Regions from separate parts of the Mus musculus genome. Here regions 2, 3, 4, 5, 6 and 7 are each linked to region 1. Evidence: chromatin contacts called from public Hi-C, HiChIP or PLAC-seq, Micro-C and promoter capture Hi-C data. All regions are on one chromosome and are shown on one strand. The core of a region is the stretch at or near the end of the contact, and the rest is flanking DNA. Distances in the headings are between cores, read along the strand shown.

The links. Promoter capture Hi-C pulls out the DNA fragments that hold promoters and counts their contacts. A called contact is a pair of places that touch in the nucleus more often than the background predicts. HiChIP or PLAC-seq counts read pairs in DNA pulled down with a chosen protein or histone mark.
Region 2: a contact with region 1 is called in an H3K4me3 HiChIP or PLAC-seq map of bone marrow-derived macrophages, with 9 times the contacts expected there. The contact joins the enhancer-like site here to the promoter of Kif26b in region 1. A contact is called at or near these places in 5 of 39 promoter capture datasets (cranial neural crest, embryonic stem cells and maxillary cranial neural crest), 4 of 484 Hi-C or Micro-C datasets (bone marrow-derived macrophages, cerebellar granule neurons and cerebellum), 16 of 115 datasets of contacts at active chromatin or transcription factors (bone marrow-derived macrophages, craniofacial prominence, differentiating embryonic stem cells and 11 more) and 3 of 9 other capture datasets (adipose tissue, liver and pancreatic islet).
Region 3: a contact with region 1 is called in a Hi-C map of muscle stem cells, with 4 times the contacts expected there. The contact joins the enhancer-like site here to the promoter of Kif26b in region 1. A contact is called at or near these places in 16 of 39 promoter capture datasets (the 3T3-L1 cell line, 3T3-L1-derived adipocytes, the HPC-7 cell line and 10 more), 1 of 15 datasets of contacts at CTCF or cohesin (embryonic stem cells), 8 of 484 Hi-C or Micro-C datasets (the HL-1 cell line, embryonic stem cells, germinal vesicle oocytes and 3 more), 22 of 115 datasets of contacts at active chromatin or transcription factors (SST interneurons, VIP interneurons, bone marrow-derived macrophages and 12 more) and 1 of 9 other capture datasets (adipose tissue).
Region 4: a contact with region 1 is called in a promoter capture Hi-C map of hippocampal neurons, with 8 times the contacts expected there. The contact joins the enhancer-like site here to the promoter of Kif26b in region 1. A contact is called at or near these places in 18 of 39 promoter capture datasets (the 3T3-L1 cell line, 3T3-L1-derived adipocytes, the HPC-7 cell line and 11 more), 1 of 15 datasets of contacts at CTCF or cohesin (the NIH/3T3 cell line), 6 of 484 Hi-C or Micro-C datasets (cortical neurons, embryonic fibroblasts, myeloid progenitors and 1 more), 14 of 115 datasets of contacts at active chromatin or transcription factors (the NIH/3T3 cell line, craniofacial prominence, embryonic forebrain and 9 more) and 3 of 9 other capture datasets (embryonic stem cells, liver and pancreatic islet).
Region 5: a contact with region 1 is called in a Micro-C map of embryonic stem cells, with 4 times the contacts expected there. The contact joins the promoter of Desi2 here to the promoter of Kif26b in region 1. A contact is called at or near these places in 1 of 39 promoter capture datasets (stem cell-derived epiblast-like cells), 1 of 484 Hi-C or Micro-C datasets (embryonic stem cells) and 1 of 115 datasets of contacts at active chromatin or transcription factors (regulatory T cell precursor).
Region 6: a contact with region 1 is called in an H3K4me3 HiChIP or PLAC-seq map of embryonic forebrain, with 5 times the contacts expected there. The contact joins the enhancer-like site here to the promoter of Kif26b in region 1. A contact is called at or near these places in 15 of 39 promoter capture datasets (the 3T3-L1 cell line, the HPC-7 cell line, HPC-7-derived erythroid cells and 10 more), 14 of 484 Hi-C or Micro-C datasets (embryonic stem cells, granulosa cells, nephron progenitors and 3 more), 14 of 115 datasets of contacts at active chromatin or transcription factors (SST interneurons, VIP interneurons, craniofacial prominence and 8 more) and 3 of 9 other capture datasets (adipose tissue, embryonic stem cells and liver).
Region 7: an H3K4me3 HiChIP or PLAC-seq map of embryonic limb bud shows a contact between it and region 1, with 4 times the contacts expected there. The contact joins the enhancer-like site here to the promoter of Kif26b in region 1. A contact is called at or near these places in 9 of 39 promoter capture datasets (the 3T3-L1 cell line, 3T3-L1-derived adipocytes, HPC-7-derived erythroid cells and 5 more), 5 of 484 Hi-C or Micro-C datasets (the HL-1 cell line, cortical neurons, myocytes and 1 more), 18 of 115 datasets of contacts at active chromatin or transcription factors (VIP interneurons, bone marrow-derived macrophages, craniofacial prominence and 10 more) and 3 of 9 other capture datasets (adipose tissue, embryonic stem cells and liver).

What each region holds. Positions count from the first base shown.
Region 1 is chr1:178,527,746-178,530,428 of GRCm38.p6, forward strand. Kif26b (kinesin family member 26B) reads left to right here and starts at 1,380. Exons shown (of 15, transcript NM_001161665.1): 1 at 1,380-1,880; 2 at 2,644-2,683. The coding sequence starts at 1,818.
Region 2 is chr1:179,009,570-179,012,252 of GRCm38.p6, forward strand. The region is part of intron 10 of Smyd3 (SET and MYND domain containing 3); the gene reads right to left. Among named protein-coding and RNA genes, the nearest start is that of Gm46249, 230 kb to the left of the region's middle. Within about 2 kb of position 1,357, at least 26 of the 459 cell types and tissues checked have an H3K27ac peak or open chromatin away from gene starts, as enhancers often do. A contact at or near this core is called in bone marrow-derived macrophages, where this site is marked.
Region 3 is chr1:178,916,535-178,919,217 of GRCm38.p6, forward strand. Kif26b (kinesin family member 26B) reads left to right here. Exons shown (of 15, transcript NM_001161665.1): 12 at 1-1,642. Among named protein-coding and RNA genes, the nearest start is that of Gm46249, 140 kb to the left of the region's middle. Within about 2 kb of position 1,302, at least 8 of the 459 cell types and tissues checked have an H3K27ac peak or open chromatin away from gene starts, as enhancers often do. A contact at or near this core is called in muscle stem cells, where this site is marked.
Region 4 is chr1:178,889,117-178,891,799 of GRCm38.p6, forward strand. All of the region lies in intron 10 of Kif26b (kinesin family member 26B), which reads left to right. Among named protein-coding and RNA genes, the nearest start is that of Gm46249, 110 kb to the left of the region's middle. Within about 2 kb of position 1,300, at least 3 of the 459 cell types and tissues checked have an H3K27ac peak or open chromatin away from gene starts, as enhancers often do.
Region 5 is chr1:178,186,068-178,188,750 of GRCm38.p6, forward strand. It overlaps Desi2 (desumoylating isopeptidase 2), which reads left to right and starts at 1,350. Exons shown (of 5, transcript NM_024282.3): 1 at 1,350-1,890. The coding sequence starts at 1,849.
Region 6 is chr1:178,859,615-178,862,297 of GRCm38.p6, forward strand. The region is part of intron 5 of Kif26b (kinesin family member 26B); the gene reads left to right. Among named protein-coding and RNA genes, the nearest start is that of Gm46249, 85 kb to the left of the region's middle. Within about 2 kb of position 1,352, at least 6 of the 459 cell types and tissues checked have an H3K27ac peak or open chromatin away from gene starts, as enhancers often do. A contact at or near this core is called in embryonic forebrain, where this site is marked.
Region 7 is chr1:178,819,928-178,822,610 of GRCm38.p6, forward strand. Kif26b (kinesin family member 26B) reads left to right here. Exons shown (of 15, transcript NM_001161665.1): 5 at 1,556-1,739. Among named protein-coding and RNA genes, the nearest start is that of Gm46249, 45 kb to the left of the region's middle. Within about 2 kb of position 1,329, at least 27 of the 459 cell types and tissues checked have an H3K27ac peak or open chromatin away from gene starts, as enhancers often do. A contact at or near this core is called in embryonic basal ganglia and embryonic limb bud, where this site is marked.

The sequences.
Region 1 (2,683 bases), core at 130-2,629:
GGCGCCGAAGGTTCACACAGGAAGACAGGAGGGGGGGGCGTTGCCCCGGGTTCTAGCACCCCAATTGTTGTATTCTGCCCCCTCCTTTCTCTTGCATATGTTGAAGGAAGACAGCGACTAGGGAAGCCCGAAATGTCCTCCTGCCCCCGCCTAGCCCCAGGCCAGGTCTTTCCGGGGTACCCAGATGCCATTACACCACACGTGATCTCCGCGCCCGGCTGGTCCCGCAGGAGGCGTCTCGTGGGGTGTTAATTAAAGGTCACAACAAAATAGACCTGCCGGCTCACCAGAAGAAATGTCCTCCCGGGAAATGAAAAATGACACCCCGGAGCAGCCACGTGTGGAGCCCGGCGTACGCCGGCTTCCTGCGCTCCTGGGCGCTGCGCCGGGCGGGGGACGGGAATCAGACAGCGGGCGACAGCTGGGTGCTCTGGAGATCCCACAGGTCCGGGTGCTGGCAGGCAACCGTGCAAAGGGGCAAGGGGACGATCCCAGTCCCCGAGGTCGATCAGCTCGCGCCACACCCCCTCTCCAGGCCCGCGCAGTCCTTCCGCGCGCGTTCGGCGCGACCAATCCCTCAGTTTCCCCAGCCTGGCAGCTACAGGCTGGGTCTCGGGCTCACCTGTGCAGGTCTCGGGAGGTTTTCCCTTCATTAACAGGGGCTTGGGCCCGTGGGCGGGCGCGGGAAGGGGGGCTCAAGGCTCCCGGTGCTCAAATCGGGGTCCAGGGGAGGAGGGTCCCCTGGCCCGCTGGGGCTAGGAGGGCGAATCAAGACAAGGTTTGCCAGGCAGGTCTGGGAGAACAAAGGGCGGGGGGGTTGGTCCCGGCCTGTTTGCGGACTTGTTTGTGACTCAATCCGTTTGCACGGCTTTTCAAAGGCAGACCTGCACGCCTTGCCAGGAAGAGACCAGCTCTCGGGGAGGGGGGCGGGGAGGCCTGGGTGCTGCGTTTCAGCGCAGCTCGGCCGACTCCGAGCTACAGGCTCGCGCGCTGGATAGCACCGGAGCCCGGGGCTGTGGGCCCCTCGCCAGCAACTTCCCCGCCCGGAGCCAGATTTACGACCCCACCCCCGCCCCGGCTGCGCCTGGCGATGCCAGGCCCAAGCGCCGCGCCGTAAATGGATCGCGGCAGGCGAGGCGGCGGCGGCGGCCCGGCGGGCTCCGAGGCGGCGGGGCTGAGGTTCCCTAGGCTCCGCGCTGCTCCCGGACGGACACACGCGTCCTGACCGCGGGCTGCTCTCCGGCCGCGTACAGCCGCCCTCTCCTTGCCCTGCGCGCAACTGTCAGGAGAAAACGGGACGGCGCATATTGGCTCGGCGACACGCCGTGGCTCCTCCCCGAGTCTGGATCCTTATATTTTGGGAGAATTTCTTTGAACTCAGTTAGCGAGCTCGGGGAAGGAGGCAAGTTCCCACCGCCGGCTCGGCTCGGCGAGGGCTCGCCCACCTTCCCTGCAGCCTCCCTGCGTCCTCGCCGCCGTCCTCCTCCGTTTCGGCCCCGCTAGAGGAGAACGCGCGCTGGCCGGGTGGAGGAAAATGCTAGCGATCTGGATGTGACCGCGAAGAGAGGACGCGTGGCTGGAGGAGGCAGAGAGATGAGAAGACCCATTATTTGAGAACCACCAGCCGTTCCAACCTTTCCTGCAAATTGGTGCTATTACTTCTGGGGTCCATTTGCTTTCATTCTTCCCAACCCCCCATTAAGAAATCTTGACTTGAGGACCAACCCCTACCACGAGGGGGGACGCGTCTGGGTTGGCAGACCTTTTGGATGTAGCCTTGTGGGAACATTTAGACCCTTTCCTCTGGAAGAGCCACCATGAATTCGGTAGCCGGAAATAAAGAGAGGCTTGCGGTCTCCACCAGGGGCAAGAAATACGGGGTAAGTTGTGGCGGTGTCCACGAGGAGATGCGTTTCCAGGGACTCATCTGAGTGGGTGTCCTCTGCTTCCCGGGAGCCGGCGGCGGATGCAGGGTCCCCAGCTCTCGGGTGCACCGGCGTCCCCACGGCCGGCGGGGTCGTGCGTGCATGGAGGCGGGTCTGCAGCTCGCCTGGCTACGGGAATGTCTTCAGCCCTTGGTTCCTCCCTTTCCTCACACCCTTAACTTTTGCAGTATTTCGGGACTTGCAGACAGAGTTAAGCCGAGGGGGAGCATTTCCCAGGAATTCCTCTGCTCTTCCCTCGGATCGCTGCCCTGGAGCGGGGAGCCCGTTTGCTTTACCTGCAGGACCTGGGGTGGGGGCTGTTCCCCGAATGAGTAAACATCCAGAAGTCACAGTCACCCACCCTGCGATAGGGTGTTCTAGGACTGTGTACCTAGGCCCTTGCTGGGGTGGGTACCGGGTTTGAAAGAGTAGGGCGCTGGATTTCTGGGTGTTCTCGCAGAAGCTGCAGGATATCCACACCCCGCAAGCTCTTGTGCTGACCCCAGGAGGAATGGAGGGGGACCTGCGTGCGGGTCACTCTGGCGAGGGTGGGTGGGACAGGACTTCCTTAAGGATTGGTCACTTGAAGGATGGAGATAGATGGAGGGCAGGTTTGCATCAGTGCGGGCAGGACGGCGACCCCCCCCCCCCACCAGCCCTCCGCCGCACGGGGGACTGATGGCTCTACAGGGCCTGACGCCGCGCGTCTCTCCGGCAGGTGAACGAAATGTGCTCGCCCACCAAGCCCTCAGCGCCCT
Region 2 (2,683 bases), core at 107-2,606, 480 kb after region 1:
TGTGGCTGTTGCCTTTTCAAACCCAGTTGACATTTCCAGACTCTCTCTATATATATATCACACACGTACAAGCCTCACGTTTGGAGAAAACTCTTTGGAAACACAAATCAGTGAAGAGTGTGTCCACCTCTCAGCACTACAGACTAGTAACTACTGTCTTCTAAATGGTAGCTATTCTGTGATGTGCTGTCCAGGGGCTCCAAGGTGGTATCCTATCAGTTTTGCTGATGAACTCCTAAGGCCCATCACATCACCGTCTTCTTCATTTTACAATGTAGGAAATCGCCCTTCTGAGAGCTTATGCACACTGCCTGAGACCGTTCACTGTTTGAGATGAGTCAGCTGTGAAGCGGCAGGTGTGGGCTGGATGTGGGTCTGTTTTCCTACAAAGCCCCTTGAATGTGCTGCTGCCTCTTTGCCTGGCTTGTTTCAAAATGGACCTTCCATTGACAAGATGTCGAATGTCACTCTGGAAGTGGATGACAAATTATTCTCAGTGGCTTGAGCCTGGTTTGACCTCTGCCAGGAATCCGTCCACTGGTACAATCTGGCAGCAGGCCACACAGGTCAGTCCCATGGCAGCCAGACACCTTAGCTCTGTAGGCCTTTCTTTCCAACCAGAAACTCCTAAGGACAGATTAGAAGGCTTATATGGTGCTTTGACTCCAGAGTTCTGTGGCCCTGAGTCTGTGCACCTTTTCTGCCTGTGGAAGTGAAGGCAGGCTTATGGTCACAGGGGCCCCTCCTCACCAGGAACCAATCCTCTGAATAGTCCCCTCACCCCAACCCAGACAACAGCACCCCTTAGTGGGAAGAAAAGGATTTCAGGACCCCGGGGTTTGGGGCTTGTCTTTTACTTCTAGGCCTGATTCTAACACATTTCAGAATGTGAAGACTGACATACAGTGACACTTGGTTGGGCCACAGTAAGAGCCATGTAAGCCAATCCAAGTTACTACTGATGTATTCCTCCACTGTGTAGAAAGAGTCTACTTGGCTGGGGCCTGGGACCCAGGAACTCAGTTCTTGCCACAGCTGCCACTGTGGCTGTGTGGCACTCTGCATTATGGGGCCTCTCTGCAGCTGAGAACAAGGACTCTCCAACCGTCTTCTGTGGCGATCCCACTGATCACAGTCCACTGCGGGTCCAGCCCTGCTCTCCCTTTGGCTCACTTTGTGCTTGGCATGCCTAGCTTCTCTTAACTCTACAACCAAAGACAGCACTACGCATGCTGCGTAAAGTGTAAAGCCACTCTTCAAATCTTCATTCTTCCTGTAAAATCATTCTTCAAATCTACCAGTGCAAGGCTGAGTCAGGGTGAGCATTAATAGAAACAGGAAGGGGGAGGGGAAACCCTTTCTTGCTCCTTTCCCAACAGCACAGGGAGGCAAGGCAGAGGATGTAATACTGTCAGTAGGACTGGTAGCCTCTGCCTCCCTAATTATTGCACTGTCTGTCTGCCATCACAAGGCTTTTGAGCCAACCAGGTAGCTCAGCTATTTGATGTGAAATACGCACTGACAGAGGCCTCTGGCTTCAGAGGGCTAGTGCCAGACAGAGAGGTATGGAAGGGACTGCAATCAGAAGAAGCAGTGTAGAGGGCCTGGCTCACATTCTCTTGCTCTCTGGTGGGGTTTGAGTGTCCCCTACCCATGTGTTAGACTCTGCAGCAAGATGGGGAGGGAGAATGGAGCCCCTGCATGGTTTCTTGTCTCTCTTGCAGGATTAGTCACCTCCAAATACGTGGTTACAAGGTGAAGCTGCATGTAATAGGTTTTTTTTTCCTCCTCCTTAGGCTTCTGATAAAACAGCAGGAGGCCCTTGATGGACTATGCTTGTGGGCTTTCCAGCTTCGAACCTTTTTCCTTTTATAAATTATCTAGCCTTGAGTATTTTGTTGTGGCAACAGAAAACAGATTACAATACTTCCACTGTTTTTTAGGACTACTTGAAAATCAATTTTTCTTTCCTTCTTGATCTTGTCCTGTTTTCTTATTTTCTCTCCTTCACACACACACACACACACACACACACACAAAACACATAAACAAAAATATACAAATGAAAATACATAAAACATACATGTGTACATAAATACACATATACATATAAACTTACATATGCATATATATAGAAACATACACATACCCATACACATACATACATACATACATACATACATACATACAAAACCCCACACATATACATGTATACACATACACACATACCTCTGCACATATAAACACATACATATAAACACATACACATGAAAAGCACACATATATACATATACGCACAAACACACATATCCACACACATATATACATATACACATGAAGACACACATATACACAAACACACACATACATACATACACACACACACACACACACACACACACACACACACACACCCCAAAGGCTCTAGGCATCTAAGCCTTAGAAGCCCATAGGAGAAAGACGACAGAAATGAGGGAAAGAAGAACCTTATCTAAAGACCCTGCAATGTCATAGGCCAACTGCTTTTGTCCAGGAGAAGCTCCCAGCCTGTGAACCATCCCAGCAGGGCCCCTCAGTTTCAGCCATATGGATGCTTTTCTGAGAAGTTCACTCAAGAAGCCTTTACTAATCAAGTCCCACGTTGTGGATTCACCTCCAACGCCAGCCCCATCGCGTCATTCAC
Region 3 (2,683 bases), core at 52-2,551, 390 kb after region 1:
GCCATGAGCCCCCGAAACGTGCAAGAGCCTGAGTCCTCCACTGCCACCCCAAAGGTGAGCCCCAAAGCATCCCAGGCCCAGGAAAGCAAGGAACCCAGTACAAGGAGAGAGATGAAATTTGAGGATCCTTGGCTTAAACGAGAAGAAGAGGTGAAAAGGGAGAACGCTTACTCCAGCGAGGAAGGGGTTAAGTGTGAGCCGCTCCCAAGCTCCCTGAAGACTGAAGGTAAGTCAGAGCAGGAACTGGATGGCAGGCCCAGCTCAGGCAACAGGCTGAGCAGCAGCAGCTCAGAGGCAGCCGCCTTTCAAGGGACTGATAACGTTAGGAGAGTCGTGGATGGCTGTGAGATGGCCCTGCCTGGCTTGGTGGCCCAAAGTCCCCTCCATGTCAACCGAAACCTAAAGTCAAGCAGCCTCCCAAGGGCATTTCAGAAAGCTGACAGGCACGAGGAGCTGGACAGCTTCTACCATTGCCTGGCAGACAGCAATGGCTTCAGTGCTGCTTCGGGCATCCCATCCTCGAAGACAACCCTAGAGAGGAAAGTTGCTTCACCCAAGCATTGCGTCCTGGCAAGGCCCAAAGGGACCCCGCCTCTGCCTCCTGTCCGCAAGTCTAGCTTGGACCAGAAGAACAGGGCCAGCCCTCAACACGGTGGTGGCAGCAGCAACACCAGCAGCCCCCTGAACCAGCCAGCTACCTTCTTGGCTTGCTTCCCTGATGAGTCCAACGGCAAGACTAAGGATGTCAGTAGCAGCAGTAAGCTCTTCAGCGCCAAGCTGGAACAGCTGGCCAGCAGAAGCAACTCTCTTGGCAGGACAACAGTCAGCCACTACGAATGCTTGTCGTTGGAGAGGGCCGAAAGCCTGTCGTCGGTGAGCTCCCGCATGCATGCCGGCAAAGATAGTACCATGCCCCGCACTGGGAGGAGCCTGGGTCGCAGCACTGGCGCCTCACCACCCAGCTGTGGCATCACTCAGTCCACAGGGGCCTCTCCCAAGGCCAGCCAGTCTAAGATCTCTGCAGTGAGCAAGCTCCTGCTGGCCAGTCCTAAATCCCGCAGCAGCCTGTCCACCTCCACCACCAAAACCCTCAGCTTCTCCACCAAGTCCCTGCCACAGTCTGTGGGCCAGAGCTCCAACCTACCGCCCAGCGGGAAACACATGTCCTGGTCCACCCAGTCGCTCAGCAGGAACCGGGGCTCTGGGCTGGCTTCCAAACTGCCGCTAAGAGCGGTCAACGGGCGCATTTCGGAGCTGCTCCAGGGCAGTGCGGGCCCGAGGAGTGCACAGCTGCGGGCAGAGGCGGAAGAGCGCAGTGGGGCTCCCTCGGAGGACAAGCCCGCAGCCGCCCACCTGCTGCCCTCGCCCTACAGCAAGATCACCCCTCCGAGGAAGCCGCACCGCTGCAGCAGCGGGCACGGTAGTGATAACAGCAGTGTCCTGAGTGGGGAGCTACCACCTGCCATGGGGAAGACTGCCCTCTTCTACCACAGCGGAGGCAGCAGTGGCTACGAGAGCATGATGAGAGACAGCGAGGCCACCGGCAGTGCATCCTCAGCCCAGGACTCCATGAGCGAGAACAGCAGCTCCGTGGGAGGGAGATGCAGGAGCCTCAAAAACCAAAAGAAAAGGTCCAATTCAGGTGGGTACCTGGCATGGCTTGGGGGGGACAGAGGCATCAGGCTTCTGGACCCTCACCTCCCCTGTTCTCGACCAGCCATGGGGGAGGGGTTGGTCTAGATACTAGATCTGGGGTCTTGTGCTCACTTTCCTCAGTGTCCTGATACCAGAGACCTTGGCTGAGGACGTAACCCCCAGAGACTTTCTACTCGATGCCAGGAGATACTCGCTGTGGAGGTGCCAGGCAGAAAGCTGGTCCTTGCTTCCTCCATTTACCCTTATCTCTGCCTTCACGCTGCCATTCAAAGGCTGAGTCTCCCAACCCTTCTGACCTAGTAGCTACAGACGCCTATATATGGAGCTGGTGGCCTCCAAGACCCTGGAAACTGCCCTCAGGGACATAGGGCACTTTGTCTCATCGAAAGTGGGATGGGAGATAGCCTTTCTCCATTCCTACCCCAAACACATTGGTGACAGTTATAGACACACCTGCAGTGGGTCCTGCAGTGCCTCTCCCCAAGTGTTAGGCAATATATGCCATGCACCATGCTGCCTACCTGTGTGTAGGGGGACTTGGCCATCTCCAGAAATATGGGGTCAGAAGGTACATATGCCCAACACCTCATGCCTGAGCTACTAATATATCCCTTGGAATTTGGGGTAGGCATGTGATAGTAAGTTATGTTGGGCAAAAAGAAGACCAAGGTCAGAGAGGGTGGCCCGGATACCATGGAGCAGGCGAATTTAAAAGACAGAGAGAAGAAAGTGGGTAGAGACAGAGGCATGGGTACTAAGAATAATATAGATGCCATGAGAATTTTATCTGAAATGTCATTTTTCATTAGATACTAAAGAAAGGGTCCCTATAAGTTCTTTAGTGCAAGAACTTTTGATTTTTTTTCTTAATAAAATCAAATCAATTGCCCTGTGTACACTTCTGCACTCCTTTGAGTGAGGGCAGCAGAACAGAATGCCCTGCTGGCCTGGCCTTGCCTGGATATCTACCATCTTCCATACACAGCCAGGCTCTGCAATTGAGAGCTCTGAATCCTTTACCCTGCAT
Region 4 (2,683 bases), core at 50-2,549, 360 kb after region 1:
AGCATCTACTTCCAGAAGTCCCTGTCTCACCAAAGGGCCAGAGCACCCGTTTGCAGCCTGTAGCGGAACTCTTGCTTCCTCAGGCTCAAGTAAGGTAAGGCTCAATATTATTTTAAGGATTTCATGGCACCTGAGCACAGCAATCCCCTCAAACCAGCAGGCAATGCTAAAACCAAATGCCAGTCAGAGACTCAGGGGGGGCGGAGGGTTGGTGTTTCATACACAGAGACCGTTTTTCCTAAAATGTTAACACTTCTGCTCATTTGAGAGACAGTGGGGTGCAGATGCCTGCAGACACCAGGTGCAGCAGCAGGTCTGCCATTTGGGCTGCACAGGGCCACCACTGCTGGCACAGGCCTTAAAAGTCTCATCACTCATCTTCCCAGTGTCTGCATAGATTTGGGGGTTCTCCATTACCTCAGAACTGGGAACTCACTGAAGAAGTTTGGGAGACTGGAAGGGTTGTGGGAAACTGGGGCACATGTTACAAATTGCTGTTAGCCGTGACATCCCATACCCCTGCCATCACACAGTCCTATTTCTCTGGATTGAATGTAGATTACTTACAGGTACCATAAAATTAAATAGATACTTGTCAGGGAAAAAAATGCAAAAGAATATCAGTTCTAAGATTGACTCAAGATAGCGTGAAATTGGGGAGAAGCTCTGTATGAGGATCCCTGTGTATGAGAGAAGCGCACATGTGCATATTTAACCTCCTCTAAATGCACATTAATGCTGGATTATCTCCCCTGATTTACGGGGAGAACATCAATTTAGAACTATTTGCACAAACTCCGGATACCAGTTTATAGCATTCCCTGTTTAGAAATAAAATAACCAAAGTCTCAGGTTGCCAGGCAACTGGAGCAGTGATAATTCTTAGGATTGCTGCTTTAAAAATGTTCATTTTATACATTTTAATGACTGTTAGGGAGCAAAGAGAGCGAGCTCAGAGCATCTCTGGGACACAGAAAGAAGTTCTTTTTTATGAGATTGTTCAGTATCCCGCTCTCTCTCTCTTATTCCTCCCTCCTTGCCTCTTCCCTGGCCGTTGGTATTTTTGTAGTTCATTATAGAATTTACAGAGACAGTTATTTTTTTACCAACCCAGGCAGCAATTGTCTGTTGATTAACTCCTCCGGCGTGATATGTGCAAGTCATTAAGGGAGAAATGATGTGGTGTGGACTCCGCTGGGCTGCAGCCTGGGTTCACTCATCATTTCTTATACTCTAAGTTTGATCGGTCCTCTCTGGTGGGCAGAATCACTCCTCCCCAAGTCGGACCCTCAGTATGGCCAGAACATCATAGCTGGTATTTTCCTCTGCCCACTGCCGTTAGCCACTGTTAGATAGAGAAGCACAGCCTCGCGAGGACTGGATAGAAGCCAGGAGACTCCTCAGTTTCCCTTTGGCTTCTGACTTTATCTTAGCTTAACTTCTGAACTTGCCGATGGATCTCTCTTCCTTCTAGATTTGAAGTCAGCTAGCAGTGGACTCAAGGGTGGACTAGGAACTGAAACCCCAAATCTTCTCAATTCCAGCAGAGCAGAGGGGGCTCTCCCTGCTCCTCCACAGAGGCCCCAGGACTCAGACTCAGATCCGCAGTGCTAGATCCCTTTCTCAGACAGCCATAGTACTCCAGAGAGGAAGGCAGGGCACAGTCCAGGGGAAGAAGGAGACAGAAGGACCCCACTGAGCTGCTCATGCCTGGCTCCATGTTTACCGGGCTCCCCCTCTCATGACTAGAGAAGAAGAAGGAAGCACAGGATCTCCCTCTCTCGACCTTTCAAAGGGACCAGAAGCTAATTTATGAACTGCTGGATCAGAGGACGAAGGAGAAAATTGTTTCCAGTACTTATTTTCTGGCTTTTCGGCTACACGACAGGCAGTTAGCATGGCGTATAAACTAGCGCTCTGTGAGGGTTGCTTCTCAATGAGAGCATAGAGATAATACCCCTTACTAAGCTGCCCAGGCTATTCTAAATACTTTATGGATATCTACTCGTGACGGTGACTTGTAACCGGCAATCTTATGGCAAAGATTGGGAAACTGAGGCACAGAAAGGTTGAGTTCTAGTTCAAGTTCACACAGCTGTTACAAATCAGAACTATGTGTCTGTCTCCCAGTGTGTTGCTACTGCCTAATATGATGCCTAGAAGGTTGTCAATGTCCAGTGAACACTTGTCAATGGATATGAAGCCTCCGTGGACCATATGGTCCATAAAGCCTGAATATAGAGGCTTGTGAGAGTTTAGACTGGAGAGGGGCCAGAGAGTCCAGTGTGTAATCCAGGTGGCTTCCTTGACCTGTTTCTATGATGACAAAGCTGAGTGTCTTAGTTAGGGTTTTACTGCTGTGAACAGACACCATGACAAAGGCAACTCATATAAGGACAACATTTAATTGGGGCTGGCTTACAGGTTCAGAGGTTCAGTCCATTATCTTCATCCTTGAACACAGCAACATCCAGGTAGGCATGGCACAGGAGGAGCTGAGAGTTCTACAGCTTCATCTGAAGGTTGCTAGCAGAATACTGGCTTCCAGGCAGCTAGGATGAGCATCTTAAAGCCCAGACCCACAGTGACACACCTACTCCAAGGCCATACCTACTTCAACAGGGCCACACCTTCTAATAGTACCACTCCTTGGGCCAAACATATGCAAACCATCACACTGAGA
Region 5 (2,683 bases), core at 100-2,599, 340 kb before region 1:
TTTAATATAAGGCTGGTCACTAGACTCCCAAGATGAGGAAGAAACCAAGCCACAAATCCAAAGTGCCTTTTAAATCTCTTGCATTATATCTGTTAATAACCCATTGACCAAATCAAGCCAAAGCTTGCTAAAGACAGTAGAGAGAGGCATCAAAGGTCATATATAATTTGAGAAGCCACTTTTACAATTTACCACGTTAATGGTCATGTTTCTATTTCCCTTGCCTCATTAAAATTTCACACAGAAACTCAAGCAATTTTTAATTTTTTAAAGTTATTTATTTATCTGAGTACATCATATCTGTCTTCAGACATATCAGAGGAGGGCATCTGATCCCAAATATAGATGGTTGTAAGCCACCATGTGTTTGCTGGAAATTGAACTCAGGACCTCTGGAAGAGCAGCCAGTACTCTTAAGCATTGAGCTTTCTCTCTAGCTCTCAAGCAATCTTTTAAGAGACTTATGTACATATTCATGTCGTTCCTTGGCTCAAACCCTACCAACTCTTCATTTAAAATCCAACCTCAGAGTTTGGAGAGATGGCTTGCCCACTAAAAGTACTTGTTGCTCTGCAGAGGATCTCAGTTTGGTTCCCAACACTCAGGTCAAGCAACTTACAGCAGCCTATAACTTCGGTTGCAGAGCATCCCTGCCCTCTGTCCTCTTTGGTCACCTGCACCCCTTGCTGTCTTTGTCTCTGTCTTCTGTCTTTCTCAGTCTCTTTCACTCTTTCACACACAGAGACACACAAACACACACACAATTGATAAATCTAAAATGTAAAATAGATATTCAATCTCAGCTAACTGAAAACTCAGGATGTCTTCTGACCAGTTAACTGCCTGTCCACAGATCACCTCTTTGCTCATTATATTCTAGCCACAGAGAACTTTTATTTTGTTCCTTAAGTACAAAAAACATGTCTTATGTCTATGTACTTTTGTCTCCTCTAATTGGAATTCTTGGCTCTCTTATATTTGACTAGCTTTCTGTCATTCACGAAATGTGAATTCCGTTTTGAGGGTTAAAGGAGACTTTCTTACATCCTACTTTTACAAGGGTAACCTTCCTCCCTTTATTGCCTCACTTCTATATTTTCAAAAATTAAAAAAAAAGCAGAAGGGCTTTGGAAAACTTAGTCATCACTTCTTCACATTGCGTTGGATTCACATCTCACGCTACAAACACCAGAAACAGCACTGAAAACTAAAAGGCAAATGGAGTCTCTGCTCGCCAAGGACGAACAGCGAAGGTTCCCCTGACAAACTCTTCGCAGGACTTTCTGGGAACTGTAGTCTCCCAGGGAGACGTGAGTGCCTACAATATCCTGGTGAATGCTGGGATATGTAGTCAGACTGCTTACACGCCCAATAGGAATCGCGGGTTCTCCCTCTGCTTTCTGGGAACGGTAGTCTTTCTGCGACCTCGAGCCACCAGGGTGAAGAGGCATCCGGCCTGTCGCCATTTTAGGTCTCCAGCTGCAGAGCCTGAGAGCCTCAACGCGCAGGCGGGCTCATCCCTGGATCCTGGCCGGCCCCGCCTCCAGGGTGCCTAAAGCCCGCCCCTCGCCCAGGCCCCGCCTTCCCCCACGTGTCTGCGGCCGAGGGGAGGCGCCTGAGCTGGAGCTGCCTCTCCACCTGTCTGGCCGGGTCCTCGTACAGGTTTCTGACAGCGTCTCCCGGGAGCGGTCCCGGCTGCCGGATGCTTCCGCCCCGGCTGCGGTGGGCCGGGCTGGACGCTTAGTGCCCGGCTCGAGCCCTGCCTGAGGCGCCCGCGGGGGTGGCAGCGGCCTCCGCCCCGCGGAGACCGAGCGGCTGGAGGACGAGGCGGCGGCCGTGGGGAGAAGGATGGGGGCTAACCAGTTAGTGGTGCTCAACGTCTACGACATGGTGAGTGCGTCCCCTGGCGGCCCGCGCTGGCCGGCCCTGTCAGGGGTCGGGACCCCGGCCCGGTGCTTCCTGCCTCGCGCCTCCGCCTCCAGCTTAGTTCTCAGGGGTGGGGGGAGGGGACAGTCGCGCTGTCTTCTAATCCCGAGACTGGCCCGCGCGCCTCCTGGAGGTGTCCCAGTCAGTCCGAAAGAGGGCTTGGGCTCGAGCCTCGTCCCAGCCCTCAGCTCCCCTGGCTGTGGGCCCGACCCCTGGGCGGATGAGCCGTGTCCTATCCGCGAAGCTTCGGTCGCAGGGCGACCTCCCTCCCAACTGCCACCTGGCCTCTAAGCTGCTCAGCTCCCCTCTGCCCTGCTCCTGCTGGCCCTTGTCTGTCTCCAAATGCTCGAGGCTTCCGACAACTCTCAAGCCCTTCAAGTCTAGAAAGTCACAGCTTCGATGCGGATGCTAGCGTCTCCCCAGAGGTGAACCGGAGCCAATACACCCTCACCTCCAAGGCATCCTCATAAAAATGAAAGAAGCGAAAATTTATGTAGAAAATAGCGCCATTGAATTATTTAGCGATCACAGAGGTGATCCTAGAATCCGAAGGCCACTTTCCAGGTGATGCAACAGGTGGATGACGTGACCGCTAGAGAGGGAAAGACAGCCTTGTTTATTATGTCATCTAACTTTGAAGAACTGAAAACATTCAGGCTAGGGTTCAAAGGCTGGATCCCCTCAGGTTCCAAGTGCAATAATACCCCTAGAAGAAGCACCTGGTAGAGAATGATCGCCGCAGGGAGGCTACGTTTGG
Region 6 (2,683 bases), core at 102-2,601, 330 kb after region 1:
AATTACCTACTGCCAAGCATTGCTGTTTGGTTGTGTTGCCTAAATTAATGACTTCTTAGTGCCTGTGCTCGCGCGCGCTCGCGCTCGCGTGTGTGTGTGTGTGTGTGTGTGTGTGTGTGTGTGTGTGTGCATGCATGTGCCCATGTGTAATGTACATGTGTGTGTGTGCATGGGTATTGTGGGCCTCACTTATGTTAGGCAAGCATTCGACTACCCAGTTAACCAACAGCTACCTTGGCTTTTAGATCCTCGTCTGGCAATTCTCTCCTCTTTTCCCATCATTCTTCCTGTGGTGACTTTTGAACAACCTATCTTTCTGAGACCTTACTACACAGCCTTAGCACATAGGCTATGTTGGCCTCAGATTTTCAGCATCCTCCTGCCTCTTCCTCCAGTAGTAGAACTGCCAGTGTGCACCACCATGTCTCGCTATTCAACCTGCCTCTGGTTTTCCTTTGGGGCAAGTTTCTGTACATGGGCTATATGCATCATGACTCAGGTTCCCACAAACGTGAAGTCTTAAAGAAGACCCTGAATGTGGCCAAAAGGAATACTGAATGGCAGTTTGGGACAGTTGCTGCATCTACACCTTGACTAGTTTCTACTGAGCTGATTCTTAAAAGTCCATGTTAAGGGAATTAGAATACAGTGGAGGTGTAAAAGATTGGAAAGATGCAGTGATTGGCTGATCTAATGCTATCCCCCAGGACCCTGAGTAGGAAAACCATCTTTGATTACATCCAAGTGGCCAAGCGGTCCCTTGTCTTGCTCTTATCCATGGATGGCTTTCACCGTGGATGTCCATGTACGAAACTTCAGTAAGATCGAAGGCAGAGTTCTTTGCCCCTTATCACCTTGTGTAGTCTTTCTGATTGGTAAGACACCCTTTGAACTGTGAACCTGCTCAAAGCCCCCCTGAGTGTCATTGCTGAACCCAGGCCTCCAGGCCAAGAGCTACTGGGGAGAGGAACCGACAATAGAGTCTCACTAGGTCTGCACCATGATGAATAGCGACCAACAATTGTGTCTGCTGGCATGACCATGTGTGTAACAGTGATGGCGAGGAACTGCAGAGCCTGCTCCTCATTAGCCTTCAATAAGCTGGGTGGCAGCCGGCTATCACCTTCTCATTCATGAAGGGGGTGTGCAACTTGAGAGAGTTATGTTAGGCCCCTCTGAATGAGTGTCTCACAACCCCTTTCTTTCCCGTCTCAGGATGCGGTCCACCTGGAGATGCTGAAAAGATTAATGAGCAAGACATAAAGACAACAGCTGCCCTAAGCAACAGCTGTCTCACACCAACCATGAGTAATTAGACAAATGAGGCAAAGTGGATCCCAACCAGAGGGGACTTTGGTTCACGCTGACAGTCTCCCCCCTCTCTGGGTGTCCACCCCTCCTTTCCTACACTCAGACTGTCCCTTTAGCTGTCTGGATGCCATTGTCCCAGGTCTGTTCTTGGAAGTGACTGTGGTCTTGACCCTGAGGGCCGAGCTAGGCTGTGAGTGTGGATGGCAGCCCTCCCTCCTCTCCTGGAGGAACAGAGCAGAGGGCAGGGTGGAAGATGTTGCCAAGAATCCAACAGTTTTTGTAACAGAAGCAAGAGCTCCTGGCAAGAAGTCCGAGGAACTTTCTTGATCATAAGTGGTGTCTCTTAAGCTCTTTAATTACAGAGGATTAAGCAGGAAGTGGAGTGCAGGACTAAAGGAATAATGGCAAAAGGAGGCGAAGCAGAAAAACCCAATTTCCTTTCTGGAAGGGGGGAAATCCTCCATTTATTTAAGTGACTTGCACAGAGAAGAGCGATATGTAGTGTTTTCCCCTAGCTCTAAGTTCAATGGTTTGGTTTTTTTAGAACTGTGTATCTCCTTAGCAGGACATAAGGCAGGGTCTTCAGCTCATCTGCAGAAAAGGGACCGAGTGCTTCATTAAGATGCAGGCATATGCTTCCCCTTCAAATGGCTGGCTGATCCCGTGCCCGCCTTCCTTCTTCTGCGTGTGAGCTTCTGCCTAGCCTAGCTCACATTTTCATTCAGCAACTCTAGTTACCTAGAAATGGCTGCAAAATTGCAAAACGGAAAGGCAGCGGGTCGTGTGGCTCCATCAGTTCTGCCTGCAGTGGCAGCACCCTTGACTTGCATGGGGAGAGGCACTCACAGAGAGCCTGGGGGCCCAGGTACCCCTCAGAAGTCGCTGTGTGGATGGATACCTGCTTGTAGCATACTGCTGTGTAACTGGGACAAACCTAGACATGAATAGAGTTAAAATCAGGCTGTAGAGAGTAATGAGGAACAAGGACATGCCCCAGTGGCAGATATACGATCATAGTGGCGATTGTCCTGTATGCAGTGGATGTGCAACTCCAAAGTGCAGTCCTGGTAAGATCCTAGTCATAGCTTCTACATACTAACTCGCCCTACCTATAGAATCTGTCCTGGGGTCCTCTTTGTGCGACATGGTATCCAGAATCTGGGTCAAGGCATTCTGTAGCTTTATCATCAGCATCATCATTAGAAAAGAATAATCTGTCAAGGTCCAGAGGAAGACAGGTGAAGGGAGCAGAAATTGAGTCCTCTGTGTACTGTGTTCTATCTTCAGCAGCTCACCCAGCAACTCGTACAAGTCTCATAACAGTTTGGTAGGCAGGCATTGTTACCATACAGATGGGGAGAGCGAGGCTCCA
Region 7 (2,683 bases), core at 79-2,578, 290 kb after region 1:
AACAGGGAGCTCCAGGGCTAAGCTGGGCAGGACACTTGAGGAGTCGCAGGCTGAGATGTGATCCCTGCAGCTAACAGCAGCAGCTGCAGACAGAAGCAGGGGCTGAGCCCTGCGAAGACACTGGAAGAGAATGGGATGTCCCGGAAGCTTAGGGGGCAAGGAAGAAGGATGTGTTCTTAGGTCTGACAGGTCCATGTTGGGGCTGAGACCGTGACAGCCATCATACAATTATTGGTAACCTATCTGAGCAGTTTCAGAGGGTTGGAGACAGATGCCTAACTGATTGTAGCTTCCAGAGAATGGAAGGGGAGGGCTTGGGTGGGAGGTTGACAGGTGGCACTTGCTGGGAGTTTGGATCAAATGAGTGCGGACAGCAACAGTGTTGCAGCTAGCTGGGGAAGTGTCACATGTACTTGTTTTTTTCTAAGAGAGAGAGAAAGAGCCAAGTACCTATGTGCTGTATGGATGGATCTCAATGAAAAAGCTAACACACACACACGTGCAAAACATACATATACACACATGCACACCACACACACACACACACACACACACACACACAGAATTAAAGGCCAGTCAGGATTATATAGTAAGACTGTCACCTCCTCGTGCTCCCATCAATAAAACCATTTATACCTTTATATTTACATAGAAAGATGTGATATAATACATCAAGAATTAATTTAAAAAGTGAGTCTAAAAAGCGAGGCTGCGTGAAAGGCCTTTGTCTCACACCACCATTTGCGTCTTCATGACTTTTCTATGGCAGGATTATCATGCCCTAAGTGCTACAGTGTGCTTGGATGGTGGAAGATGCAGTATGAACAGCCAGCATTATTAATGATGCTGTAGCCACAGCCTCACTCATGTCTCCATCTGTATCTTCTGTGACATTTGGTACCTTGACCCCCCCCCCTTCCTTGCACTTATCCATAGACAGCATTTTGTATTTGAAGGTGGTACTGTACAAGAGCCCGTTATCCACCTGAGGAGAGGGTAATCTCATGCCCTGCGCCTCGCTGGAGTGGATAATCTGGCCTGCTGTCTGTTCCTCACACCAGGGTACTTTATATTTCTCCAGTGCACTGGGGGGCGTTGTATTCTGCCAAGCCACTCCCCAGTCGGTCACCACCGGGCTCTTCATCAGACGGGCTTGGTTTTTACAAGGTGTAAAAAATTTTAAATGAGCTCATCTGGTTCTTCACAGTTGGGCTTATGCCAGAGAAATGGCGGTGTGGGGAGGGGGCAATTAGCGGACTAGGTACTGCGGGTCCCCAAAGCTGACTGGCTTCATTCATGCTCAGGCTGAGTGTTGTGGAGAACAAACAAGTCTTTGTAACTTGCGATCTTGGAGCCATGTGGTTTTATAGCTCCTTTCTCCTGTCCCAGTGATTACATAGCTTATTAATTAAGTTCCTTGTGGTATAGCAAAGGGCTGCAGGGTACTGAGAGTGAAGGCAAGAGTAATTAAAGGGCCCTTTAAGAGAAAGGGGGAAAGTGGCCAGCCCAGTGCATCTGATTATACCACCTTCTCCTCCTTACTGTCTCTGTGCAGAGCTGCCCAGAAGTTAAATCTGTCATCTAAGAAGAAGAAACACCGGCCTTCGACTCCATCTGTTGCGGAGGCTCCCCTCTTTGCGACCAGCTTCAGTGGGATCCTGCAGACCTCTCCTCCCCCAGCCCCACCCTGTCTCCTGAGGGCTGTCAACAAGGTGAAGGACACTCCTGGCATGGGCAAGGTAGGTGCTAGCTGCTGCCTCTGCCATTTGTTCAGTGGGTGTGGCTCTGGGAAGGTTGGGAAAGAAAAGAACAACCTTGGGCTCTCATTTTCAAAGATGAGGAGGTACCAGGGACAAAAAGAGACACAAGAAAGTTGGTTTGGAGGTCCCAGCATGCCCACTTTCTGGGATTTTGTTCATCCAGGGTCAACCTCTGACTGAAAACAACCACAGAAAAGCCTAGAAATAAACCACAAAGGTGCTCAGAATGACCTACTGCAGTACGCTGCTATAGTTAGATCCTGTTCATGTTCTTCTCTGTGCCTGGTGTTTTAATGGGACTTTACATGGGGAGGTGCCACAGATCTGTAAGGTCTACCCATTTCTGCTGTCTGTAGACTGTCTTGGCAACTAGAGACTGTAAAGTCTTCTTGGTCTTGCAAGTGCATTAAGTTGGGGATCTGATTTGATTTGGGTGGGGAGGGAAATAGCTTTGCATTGTTGAGCAGGACCATAGACACTTCAAACTTAGAGATGCAAAAGCCAGAAGCAGAGGCCGGAGGCCCAGGGAAAACACCACATGGAAGCAAGATGAAGATATTCTTTCCTGTGGTGCTTCTGAGTCCTTCTTCCCTTCAAATAAATGGTGACTTCCGCATCTGCACCAGATCACTGGTGTGAATTCTGTAGAGTGGTTCAGTAGCTTTCCAGCCAAGAAATGCAGTTTGAAGTTGTCACAAGGACTTAGAAAGACGTAAGGGAAGTCTGTTACAGGATATTACTGGGACACATTTATGATAACTTTATTTATAAATGTCAACTCTTAACTCTTTCTCTCCCAAGATAAAGGTCTGCCTGAAGTAATTTACAGCCTAATCTTCGGTGGGGGAAATAAGTTGGGGCTTAGAAAAACATGTAGCTGGAGAGATAAGTGACTCTATTCATTACTTTCGTCAGGGTACAGA